4 separate regions of the Mus musculus genome follow, and all the other regions are linked to region 4. Evidence: chromatin contacts called from public ChIA-PET and HiChIP or PLAC-seq data. All regions are on one chromosome and are shown on one strand. The core of a region is the stretch at or near the end of the contact, and the rest is flanking DNA. Distances in the headings are between cores, read along the strand shown. Region 1 has its middle 50 kb from the start of Gm38875. Region 2 holds the start of Vgll4 (vestigial like family member 4). Region 3 has its middle 37 kb from the start of Gm38876. Region 4 overlaps Atg7 (autophagy related 7).

Region 1 (2,713 bases), core at 19-2,518, 310 kb after region 4:
TGGAATTAGGAGTTCTAAGCACAAGCCACCATGCCCAGCATCTTATGAGGATCCTGGGGATCTTAACTCAGGTCTTCATACTTGTGAATCAAACACTTGACAGACCCACCCATCTCCCCAACTCTGTGCTTGCTAATTTTGCATGGGCCAGAATATCATCACACAGCCAAGTTCAGTGGCTAAGGAAACAGACTGTCATTTTAAGAGGGGAGGAACTCCAAAGCTGCGTGTCAAAAGAAGCATTTTTTAAAATCTGCTTCCATGGATATACAGGTGTGTGCCTGCCTGTGTGATTGCAGCTGTGTCTATGTGTGAGCATGAATGTGCATAGGCATGAATGTGTGCACACGCATACATAACTGCTGTGTGTGCATACATGTGCTTTGTTGTATGTATGAGCAAATCCTAGAAGCTTTTCTGCTTGAGTGCCTGTAGATCTGAACCTTCCTGGGTAAGTGTCTTGTTTAATGGACCAATAAAGTGTACTGCCCTAACCCAGTGGGATTCTAGAATCTTTGGGTCTGTTAAACAAGGTTTTGTAGTCAGGAACCCAATGCAAGAACCAGCTCTGCTACCACCTGGGTGGGCAAGTGACTTCAGACCCAGCCTTCTGACCATGAGGTGGGATCACCACTTCTCAGGTTCCTTTTGAGTGTCCTAGGAAGTGACACACCAGAAGGAGGGACTCGGAGCACACAGTGCACTGGGCTGTGGTTAACTGTGAGACTGAGTGGGGGTGGCTGTGATTTCCCCCTCCTGACTCTTCTCTCTGCCCCACATGCTTGACCCCTTTCCAGAAGCTGAAACTGAAAACTGAAAGCAGCTTCACGTCTCTTAATGTGTTGTCATGGCAACCGCTGGCTCCTGCTCATGGCTCTGTCGCCCCCTCACTGTGGGGCTGGGGTGTGGAGGAGGAGACATGGACTCACCAGAAGTCTCCCTTCTTCTGAAGATGTGGGAGGTCTGGCCCTGTCCTTGTGGCAAACACCCTACTCCTCCCACTGACCTTCAGCCACAGTTCAGGGATACAGGGATGAGCTGTTCAGAGTTCTCTGGGCATCCTTAGCCGCGGTGGATTCCAGGCCTTGGCTCAGAAAGTGGAGTCAGGTCTGAGGCATCTTGGAGGGGGCAATACCTGCGCAGTTTCAAATCTCCCCTCTCCTCTCGGGCGACTAAGGAAGAGGCGCATCCCTGCAAGCACAACCACAGGTGTCTGAGGGTGCCGGAGCTGGAATAACCCAATCACAGACCTGCTGGGGCTGTAATCTGTCACTTCATTTGGTGACTCATGCCTTCACTTACTCACGGATGTGTTTGCTTATCCATTCAATTATAGACTCTTCCGTTCACATTTAAATAACCATGCCTTCCTCTAAGTACTCACTGCTCTGAGCAAACATCCATTACTACCTGAGCTCTGAGAGTCGGGGAGATAATTAAGGTATAGCCTCTGCCGCCCTGTAGGGGTTCCAGGGTGGGGTTTTCTAACTGTAACAAGAAGAGGAGGAGGAAGAGGAGGAAGAGGAGGAAGAGGAGGAGGAGGAGGAGGGAGAGGGAGGGGAGGAAGAGAAGGAAGAGGAGGAAGAGGGAGAGGGAGAATGAGAGGAGGAGGAAGAGGAGGAGGAAGAGGAGGGGGAGGGGGAGGAGGAGAAGGAGGAGGAGGGAGAGGGAGGGGAGGAAGAGGAAGAGGAAGAGGAAGAGGAAGAGGGAGAGGAAGAGGAAGAGGAAGAAGAGGAGATGCCCATGGATAGACTGGTATTTTATTCTTTACAAAAAAACCCAGTACTCTGTAAGAAAAATATTATGTACATAGTGGTACACTGTGGTCTGGGGAAATGTTCAGGTGCTAATATTCACCTCTAGGACTTGAGGGGGTCATTTTTAGGACCACAACAGACACTGCATCCATGGGTGCAGTTCCTCTCCGTGAAATGGTACAGTGCTTGCACAAAGCCCTATGAGGCCAGCAGAGCCCAGTCTCTCTGCCGAGGTGAGACCAGGGGGACTTTAGACTCAGCCACAGAGAGAGTTGAAAGTCAGCCTGGGCTATGATGACCTTGTATCAAACAAACATTTAAATAAGACAATAAGTGAGGTCCTTTTCATCTATGCTCTGGAACACCAAGGTTGCTTGCTGACTGTGACTAGGGCAGAGGCACAGGGCATCACATAGACTGGGAACATATGTATAACCCACCCATTCTCTCCTGAGTAAGCCACTGTCAGAAGTCTTTATCTAGTCCCACCCCCTGTCCTTCTGACCCCTACCTCCAACACAAGGCCATATAAGTTTCCACCCACCCTCTATACCTCACAATAGGGACTAAATCTTAACACCCGAATCCTCAGAGAACACGTTCAAATCATGTCAGCCTTGAATGTCAGGGAAGGTAAAATGTTGGGCTTCCTCACACACAGAGGTGCTCAGAGGAAGAGAGGCTGTAACTTAGCAGGAGACCTGTGGCCAGCTTGGTGTAGAGGGTGAGGAGAGGCGGGAAGGGAAGAGGCACTGGTCTCTGGGTGGAACTGCAAGATGGTGAAGTATTTTCAGAGATAAAACAGTGATGGTGGACTTCAAAGGAGTCCTGGCTCCTGGGTAGGAGGCCAAGCTCAGGGAAGAAGCTGTTAGCTGAGACTGGGAACTTGATTCTGCCCCGACAGCCTCTCTCCATGAAAAGCAGAGGTAGCCAGTTCTCCAAATGGGAGCAGGTGT
Region 2 (2,700 bases), core at 47-2,546, 260 kb before region 4:
CACTTAGAGCAGGTCTTTTCCTTTCTTCCATGATGCTGATGAAGCTCAGCACTGCTCTGGATTTGAACTTGGAACATTTTTAAAGTTTCCATGATTGGTCACAACCTCCCAGATGAGTTTGGAAAACAGATTTTTAAAAAGTATTTTTTTTTTTTTGTACATTTTTTTTTTCCAATGTCTGTGTGTCATTGCATGCGGTACCCATGGAGGCCAGAAGAGGGAGTCAGGTTCCATGGAAATAGAGTTACAGGTGCTTATGAGTGCTGGGTACTGAACTCAAGTGTTCTGCAAAAGTGGCCAGTGCTCGGAACCACCTCTCCAGCCAGCTCCCCACTCCCCCGTTTGTGTGTGTGTGTGTGTGTGTTTGTGTGTGTGTGTGTGTGTGAGAGAGAGAGAGAGAGAGAGAGAGAGACAGAGACAGAGAGACAGAGAGACAGAGAGAGAGCGAGAGAGAGAGACAGACAGACACAGAGAGAGAGAGAGAGAGAGAGAGAGAGAGAGAGAGAGAGAGAGGGAGGGAGAGAGGGAGAGAGAGACCTGTAGGCCACTCACTTGTCCCCAGATCTGTTTACTCTTCTGAGGACGGATTTGCCTCTGGTGTCCTGTCCATCTGTACAGCTACAGAGTTTAGGAAGGAAGTTACATGTAACATTGACTTTGAAAATGTAAACACTCGGGCTGGAGAGATGGCTCAGCGGTTAAGAGCACTGATTGTTCTTCCAGAGGTCCTGAGTTCAAATCCCAGCAACCACATGGTGGCTCACAACCACCCATAATGAGACCTGAAGACAGCTACAATGTACTTACATATAATAAATAAATAAATAAAATCTTTAAAAAAAAAAAAAAAAAAAAAAAAAAAAGAAAATGTAAACACTCGCTGTGTCCCTGGACTTAATAAACCCATCTTACAAAGAAACAAAGAAACCTTGTACCAAACAGAGCACACCCCTGTGGAAGCCCTGGATTCCCAGCCCTTGCAACGAAGTCACGGAAAGTTAAATTCCCTGTACTTTGCTTCCACAGCAGATTTTCTTTTTTAAACTTTGTGCTTAGCCTCCCCCACAAACAAAACACCCACAAACTTGCTGGGGTTTACTTCCTCGGCCTCTGCCTCTGCCGGCCTCTGGCTCCGGGGAGGAAAGGCTCTCCTCACCCCCTGTGCCTCACTGCCCCCGCCTCTTTCTGCTTCCTGCTAATTCTGCAGCGCCTGGAGCCTGAGCCGAGGCTCCAGTGAGCATGCTCACAGCAGCCCTCTACCCCCTCCCAAAAGCAGAGGAAGCTGGTTTACATACGAGTCATACCAAGCATAGCCCGCATGTCAGTGCAGTCAGCTTGCAGCGGGCTGTGAGGGAGAGTGCCTTTGTCCTGAGAAATGTGCTTTGTGTTTTTCTTTTTTACTGCTTTCTTTTTAAACCCCCAAGACGGGCTCGAGAAGTCTTCTGAAATGATTTTTTAAAGCCGAATAGAAGACACAATCAGACACCTTCCACAAGCCCTTGACGGGTTTTGTTTGAGTCTGATTTTTGTGTGTGTGTGTGTGTGTGTATGATTTTTAAAAACCTTTTACATACTTTGTTTTGATCTCCTGAGGCTGGGCCTCTGTCTTCCTGAAGTTTTAGGAGAGCCTGGAGCTACTCAGCTAAGACTGAATTTTGAAACTTTCTCTTTGGGGGTGAAAGCAAAGAACTGTTTTTCTTTGCTAGCCGGACAGATAAATGCTGTTTATGAAGATGGACCTGTTGAACTACCAATACTTGGACAAGATGAACAACAATATCGGCGTTCTGTGCTATGAAGGTAGATGTTCTAGAATGTACTCTTTGCTTTTGTGATGGCCACTCCTCCTTTGGAGGGGGGCTTTGACTGGCTTATGAACATTTTCTTGTCTTTCTTGTGATGGTGGAGCGAGTGGAAAGAGAGTTGTGTACCATTTCAGGACAGTTCGCTTTTGCCCGGCAGGAGGGTGGCAGCCGGGGAGGGCTGGAGGAGACACGCTGTTAAAAGTTTACTTGTGATGTACTAGCAAGGTCTGACAAGATCGTTACATTATAAGTGATTTTTCTCTTTTGATTTTGTTGGCATTTTATGCATAAGTAGGAATTTACAGAAGTAAGGAGAAGTTAAACATGTGGGTGCTGGAGTAGAGGGGAGGGGCCTTGGGACTTATTTTTAAACGTATCACCGTGTACAGTGTTCGGTGTGGACCCTTGCTCTGAATTTCATGTGGTAGAGGAACAACAGCAGAAAGCCACAGTAAGTTGTTGTTTTCCTGAGCCATTGTCTCAGGCATCAAGGGGTTTTTTTCCTGTGAGGTTTGTGGGACTGGCAGGGCCTGGTGTCAGGGAGCCCAGGCCGGGCTCTTTGTCTGCCGCCCCATTTCCTGTGCAGAGAGCTGACAGTGAGACAGGCTCCCTCCAACCCCAGTCCCTGGCAATTACACCATAAGCAGCCGGAAGGCTGAAGAAAGTGGAAAATACCCCCACCCCTAGATTTGCCCATCACCTCCCCTTCCCCTGGGCACTCCCTGTAGTAAGTTAAGCTTCTCTGGAGAAAACCCCAATCCCATCTTTTGGAATCTTACCTACGTGCGATTTGAGACCAGGGTAATGGGGCTGAGTTGTGGCACTGGCCGGGCAGGGAGAGACCTGGGGCTGCCGGGAGTCTTTCCTGGTGTCTTCCTGCTGTGGGCAGCAGGCT
Region 3 (2,700 bases), core at 144-2,643, 320 kb before region 4:
GTCTCTACAGTTCAGCCAGAGTCCTAGCTGTGCAACTCCAGGAAACTTCCTGAGCATCCTGGGCCCACATTCTGTTCATATAGAGGGCAGAGGACTACTTACTACTGACTTGAAGGATTCATCACTGTGAATATCAGCTCAGAATCTACTTGGCACACCCCTGATGAGGGTCAGGAAGAGAGTGGACCCCAAGGAAATGATGGCTCCTGACCTGCATGGAAAAGACACTACTACTACTACTACTACTTCCAATGTATACAGAGGGCGCTGGAGAGATGGGCCCATGGTTAGGGGCACTGGCTGCTCCTGCAGGGGATCTAAGTTGGATTACCAGCACCCACCCAACTGCCTGCAACTCCAGTTCCAGAAGATCCAATGTCCTTGACTAGGCTCTGCAAGCAGTGTATGCACGACACAGACACACAGACACAGACACACACACAGACACACAGACACACACACACACACACACTACATCGCAAAAATTCTTCTAAAAATGTTTATTAAATGGGGAATGGCATTCAGTAACCAGTAAAGGGAGGAGAAGCCATACTCTCAGGTCCTGTTGGCAGAATCTAACATGCAGTAGCTGTTCAATAACTGTGACATTGAAAACCATCGTGAGTCTTGAGCACCTCAAAAGGCAACAACACTTAGCATCTACTATAGTCCAGGTACTATAAAGACCCGAAGGAACTTATTTTTAAAAGGAAAGCTAGAATTTGACTCCCAGATTACCTGATGACCAGTCATTATATGATGCTGGACCATGCTAATTTCACTCATGAGGATGAACAGGCATGAAGCAGGATCTACCTTGGGGAGGATAGATGTTTTATGAATGAAATCACGATGGGTTGTGCAAACAGTCTGGCAAATCTGGACCCTATAGCCAGCATCCCCCACAGGGTGAATGAGTCAGTCAGCTCTGCGCTGTTCAGTGGTGTGGCCAGCAGGGCAGAACTCCTTAGAGGTTTTTCTGTGGCTCTGGGGGTCTCTTGGTTGTGAGAGGATGGGTACTTTACCAAGCTGCCTTGGCAGCAACTGTTGAATGCAGTTTATAGCAAAGGTGACAATGTCCTTCTCTTCAGGGTCAAGCTGAGCATCGTGGCTGGACAGAATCAAGTGTCCCTAACACTGGAAGGCTGGTCTGCTTGTCCAAGTCCCTCCCCATCACCTGAAAAAGATTCTGTGCCGGTAAGTTTTTGTCAACGTGATACAAGCGAGGGCCATCTGGGAAGAAAGAGCCTCAGTCGAGAAAAAGTTTCTATTTGAGGCTTGTGGGCAAGTTTGGTTTTGTTTGTTTTTTGATTAATGATTGGTGTAGGAGGGTCCAGCCTACTGTGACTGGTGCCACCCCTGAGCAGGTGGCTCTGGGATATATAGAAATGCAATCAAATCAAGCCATGAGAAGCAAGCAGGTAAGCAACGCGCCTCCATGGCTCTGCTTCAGTTCCTGTCTGCTGGTTCCCATGAGCTCCTGCCCTGGCTTCAGTTAGTGATGAACTGTGATCTGGGAAGTGTGAGCTGAAATCAACCCGTTCCTCCCCAAGCTACTTTGAGCCATGGTACTTACCACAGCAATAGAAAGCTGCCTGGTGGGCTTGTTCTTTGGGTCACTCAGAGGAAGATGTCTGCAAGGTCCAGACTTCTGATGAGACGTAGCTATGCCATTCTTTGCCAGATCCCTAGATATTGTGTTGTCTGGTCTCTCTAACTAACTGTGAATGCCATTCCTAAGGCATCCTTTGCCAGCTTAGGGTAGGCATCTGGCCAGGCTGGGGCTGAGGAAACTAGGGAGGTAGGGAGAAAGGACCCCGCCAACCAGGCTCAGGATAGTAGGCTTTCCCAGTGTTTCTCAGGCTTAGAGGACATACCTAGCAAGCTTCCTATGTGGGTAGTGTGAAGACTGGAGAGAACAGAATTTTAGTCAGATGTGCTCAGTTGCTGTTGTGGCTCCTCAGGAAGGTGTTGTGGGTTGAGATGGTCCTCTGCACTTCAGCCTGGCTCTGTCAGGCCAGCTGTGCAGTCTTGGGGAAATAGCTGAACCTCTCTGAGCATTGATTTGCTCAGATAAAAAATGGTGAGTGATAGACCTGTCATCACAGTCATTGTAAAGGTGAACTTTGATCTCCCACTGTGAGACACTGAAGAGGGACATGGGATCTGATGTTAGATGCTTGGAGGAGGGACTGCAGGAGGTAGGTGCTCGGGGTTTGGTTGTCAGGTCTTCAGGGTGTAGCCTTATGGTCAACATGCAGATACCTGTGCAAAGATGGAGCCAGGGCCTTGGATACCGTTGGCTGGGTGAGGGCTTGTTTGCATGCAGGCATCCTGGATTCAGTCTCTGGAACTACCAAAACAACTACCAGATTTATAAAGAAGAGGAAGCAGGACTCGTGTGACTCTCCCTATCTGTCACCATGACTGCTGCACCATCTGAGACTCGGCCAGCAAACAGTCCCTTGCCAGACACCTGGGGCCATGCGCATGCACTTCCCACCTCCTAAATTATGAATCGAAGAAACCTTTCCTCTTCTTAAACATTAAAAAGCTACACTTATTAATTTGTGTGTGTGTGTGTGTGTGTGTGTGTGTGTGTGTGTGTGTGTGTGTGTGTAGGCCAGAGGACAACTTGTACAGTTGGTTCTTCCCTTCTACAGTGTGAGTTCTGTGGATCAAACTCAAGTCATTAGTCTC
Region 4 (2,700 bases), core at 130-2,629:
ACAATTTGTGGGAATTGGTTCTTTCCTTCTACCTTGTAGGTTCTGGGACTGAATGAATGAGGTCGTTGGGCTTGGTGGCAAGCACCTTCCCACTGCTGAGCCACCTTGCTGGGTGGTGTCCAGTATTTTCACATGGGTTCTGGAGTGCAAACTCTGGTCTTCATGCCCTTTGCTAAGTGATCTTCCCAGATCCCTTTACAAAACCTCATAATTGGCCAATGGGAAGTGTTCTCCCTTGATGCTCATTCTTCCAAGCATTAAGCATCTTTCTATACACATCAAGCATACGCTATACATTGTATGCAGCCATCCAATGACAACTGCCATACCATCTACAGTAGGATCTGTGTGAAAAGACCTTTTCAGAATCTTTATTCTTTCCTCTCTTAAGCTAACCAACAACCTGTGTTTGGATACTCATTTGCTACTGATCTCCTTCCAATATAAGCTAAACACTTAATGTAAGGGGAGACAGGCCGAGGAGCCACAGCAGTGCAAAGGCCTGCACTCAGGCCTGCAGAATCAGATGTCCATAGCTCCCTCCCCAAGATCAGGCCCAACTCACTTTCCCCTGACTGTTCTCTGGTGACCTGCTGAGGTGGATCCCACAAATTTAAAAACAAACAAAAAAGCCTCTATAGCTTTAAGGGCTGGGAAGGTCACCATGAGTGACCACTTAGAATGTCGTTTACACCTCTGTAAAGCTAGGGAAGTACTAGGGAAAACAAACAAACCCCAAAGGCAATAAGAGGCATGCTAAAAGAGCATAAAAAGCACGTGGTTCAAACTTTTTATGGCTTATGCGGCTTTGAGAAAATCTGGTCAGAATAGAAGATCCTATTGACTTCACAGAGGGTGTGGCCGGGTTTCACTTTGTGACAGGAGGGTGGAACACCCACAGTAACCCAACAAAGGAATTTGCTATAAGCATCTAGGACAGGCTAGACTTCTGAGGAATCTAACAGCATGAAATCTAACCATGCATAAGATGGATGGGAAGAGCAGGGGACCTAGAGGAGGAACAAGTGCACCCAGGGGTGGAGTCAGTCTTGCCTCTCCCTGGCTCTCATTCCTCCTGAAGAGCTAGGCTCTGCAGCTCTGAGTAGAGCAGGAGAGACCTCAGCCTCTTGTCATCTTAGAAGCTGAACACACCTATACCTGGGCACTGTGATCAGACAAGGGCCTGATGCTGAGTGTGGGTCAAACCCAAGTCTCCCGATGGGACTGTGTTGCTTCTAGTGAAAGAAGACAGGCTTTGATGAGGGCTTGGCATGTAACAGAAAAGAATCCCAGCAGCCAAACCACAGCTAAGATGAAAGGAAATGACAGCATGGTTGGGCAACAACCTCCCAGGGCTTCATCTGCCACAGAGTCCTGGTGCTAATCTATCAACAGAGCCACACCCAGTGACTTACATGTGGGAGCACAGATGTCACAGCATGACACTTATCCAAAGCTTATGACCTAACTTACCAAGAGAAAGAAACTGGGGAGGTGAGATGGGAATAAGGAGCGGGGCGGGGAAGGCTAAGGCACAGGGGGTAGGAGGTAGGAGACAGGAAAAGGAGGCAGTAAGTGGAGGACAAGAGGTGGGGGATCGGGAGTCAAGGGAAAAGGGACAGGGAGTAGGAAGCAGGGGCCAGGGACTAGAGGTGGGGGCCTGGGCAGGAGGAGAACTGTAAGCAGGATGCAGAAGGATAAGGAGGAAGTTGAGGGTGGGGGTAGGTGGCAGGGGTGGTGAGCAGAAAGCAGGGGGCAGGAGGCTGGAGAGTAAGAAGTGGAAGGCCAGGGGTCAGGGGTCAGCTACTAACAGAGACACTGTATCATCTCTGAATCTTTCTAACTTGGTATTATGTATCTGTAACAGCAATACAGAAATAAGGAAATTGAGAGCAGGTTTCTTTCTGTCCAAACTGACTGTCTGTATGGACAGGCTTGAGGATGGTTTGGCAGGGCAGGAGTTACCCAGCACTGTCAGAGCTATCCCTGCTGATTACGTCAGCACCTCCTGGCCCTGTGCTCCACTGATAGGAGAAGAAAAAAAGGCTTTGGCAATTGTGTCAGATATGAGGAGAATTGTGTACATATTTTTAAAGATGGAAACTGTTGGGGCTGTTCTTGGTTGTCAACTTGAATTAACTAAAACCCAAGCAGCTGGGTAGGTACACCTGTGACTGATTTCTCTTAATTAAATCATTAAAATAGGAAGATCCACCCTAAATCTAGGCCACACCTTCGGTGGCTGCCTATATAGTGGACATGGAAGGAGGAAGCCCTTGCTCTCTGCCTGCTTGCCCTGGCTCTCACTGGCCAGTCTACTCTTCACTGGCCTTACAGCCTACTTCTTTGGGATTCCAGAGAATACTGAAGAAATATATACAATTGAAACATCATGGACTGAACTATTGAATTCTTAGACTTTCCATTGGTAGACAGCCATTGTTGGACTAGCTGGCCCATAGTCTAACCCACTGTCAATTGTACATATACGATAGATTCATCCTATCAGTTCTGATCCTCTAGAGCAGCGCGTCTCAACCTTCCTAATGCTGTGACACTTTAATACAGTTCCTCATGTAGTGATGACCCCCAACCATAAAATTAATTTTGTTGATTCTTCATAGCTGTAATTTTGCTACTGTTATGAATCATAATGTAAATATTTCTGGAGATAGAGGCTTGCCAAAGTGGTCACAACCC

Evidence for each region. ChIA-PET counts read pairs in DNA pulled down with a chosen protein or histone mark. HiChIP or PLAC-seq counts read pairs in DNA pulled down with a chosen protein or histone mark.
Region 1: a FOXA1 HiChIP or PLAC-seq map of pancreatic cancer cells shows a contact between it and region 4. The contact joins two enhancer-like sites. A contact is called at or near these places in 1 of 115 datasets of contacts at active chromatin or transcription factors (pancreatic cancer cells) and 2 of 9 other capture datasets (adipose tissue and pancreatic islet).
Region 2: an RNA polymerase II ChIA-PET map of memory CD8 T cells shows a contact between it and region 4, with 137 read pairs. The contact joins the promoter of Vgll4 here to the enhancer-like site in region 4. A contact is called at or near these places in 2 of 484 Hi-C or Micro-C datasets (the G1E-ER4 cell line and embryonic stem cells), 6 of 115 datasets of contacts at active chromatin or transcription factors (the HPC-7 cell line, bone marrow-derived macrophages, embryonic stem cells and 3 more) and 3 of 9 other capture datasets (adipose tissue, liver and macrophages).
Region 3: a contact with region 4 is called in a FOXA1 HiChIP or PLAC-seq map of pancreatic cancer cells. The contact joins two enhancer-like sites. A contact is called at or near these places in 1 of 115 datasets of contacts at active chromatin or transcription factors (pancreatic cancer cells) and 3 of 9 other capture datasets (adipose tissue, liver and pancreatic islet).

What each region holds. Positions count from the first base shown.
Region 1 is chr6:114,346,541-114,349,253 of GRCm38.p6, reverse strand. No RefSeq gene overlaps it. Among named protein-coding and RNA genes, the nearest start is that of Gm38875, 50 kb to the left of the region's middle. Within about 2 kb of position 1,268, at least 43 of the 459 cell types and tissues checked have an H3K27ac peak or open chromatin away from gene starts, as enhancers often do. A contact at or near this core is called in pancreatic cancer cells, where this site is marked.
Region 2 is chr6:114,920,417-114,923,116 of GRCm38.p6, reverse strand. It overlaps Vgll4 (vestigial like family member 4), which reads left to right and starts at 1,296. Exons shown (of 5, transcript NM_177683.3): 1 at 1,296-1,800. The coding sequence starts at 1,719.
Region 3 is chr6:114,981,529-114,984,228 of GRCm38.p6, reverse strand. No RefSeq gene overlaps it. Among named protein-coding and RNA genes, the nearest start is that of Gm38876, 37 kb to the right of the region's middle. Within about 2 kb of position 1,393, at least 8 of the 459 cell types and tissues checked have an H3K27ac peak or open chromatin away from gene starts, as enhancers often do. A contact at or near this core is called in pancreatic cancer cells, where this site is marked.
Region 4 is chr6:114,658,775-114,661,474 of GRCm38.p6, reverse strand. All of the region lies in intron 1 of Atg7 (autophagy related 7), which reads right to left. Among named protein-coding and RNA genes, the nearest start is that of Atg7, 17 kb to the right of the region's middle. Within about 2 kb of position 1,379, at least 144 of the 459 cell types and tissues checked have an H3K27ac peak or open chromatin away from gene starts, as enhancers often do. A contact at or near this core is called in the G1E-ER4 cell line, the HPC-7 cell line, adipose tissue and 5 more, where this site is marked.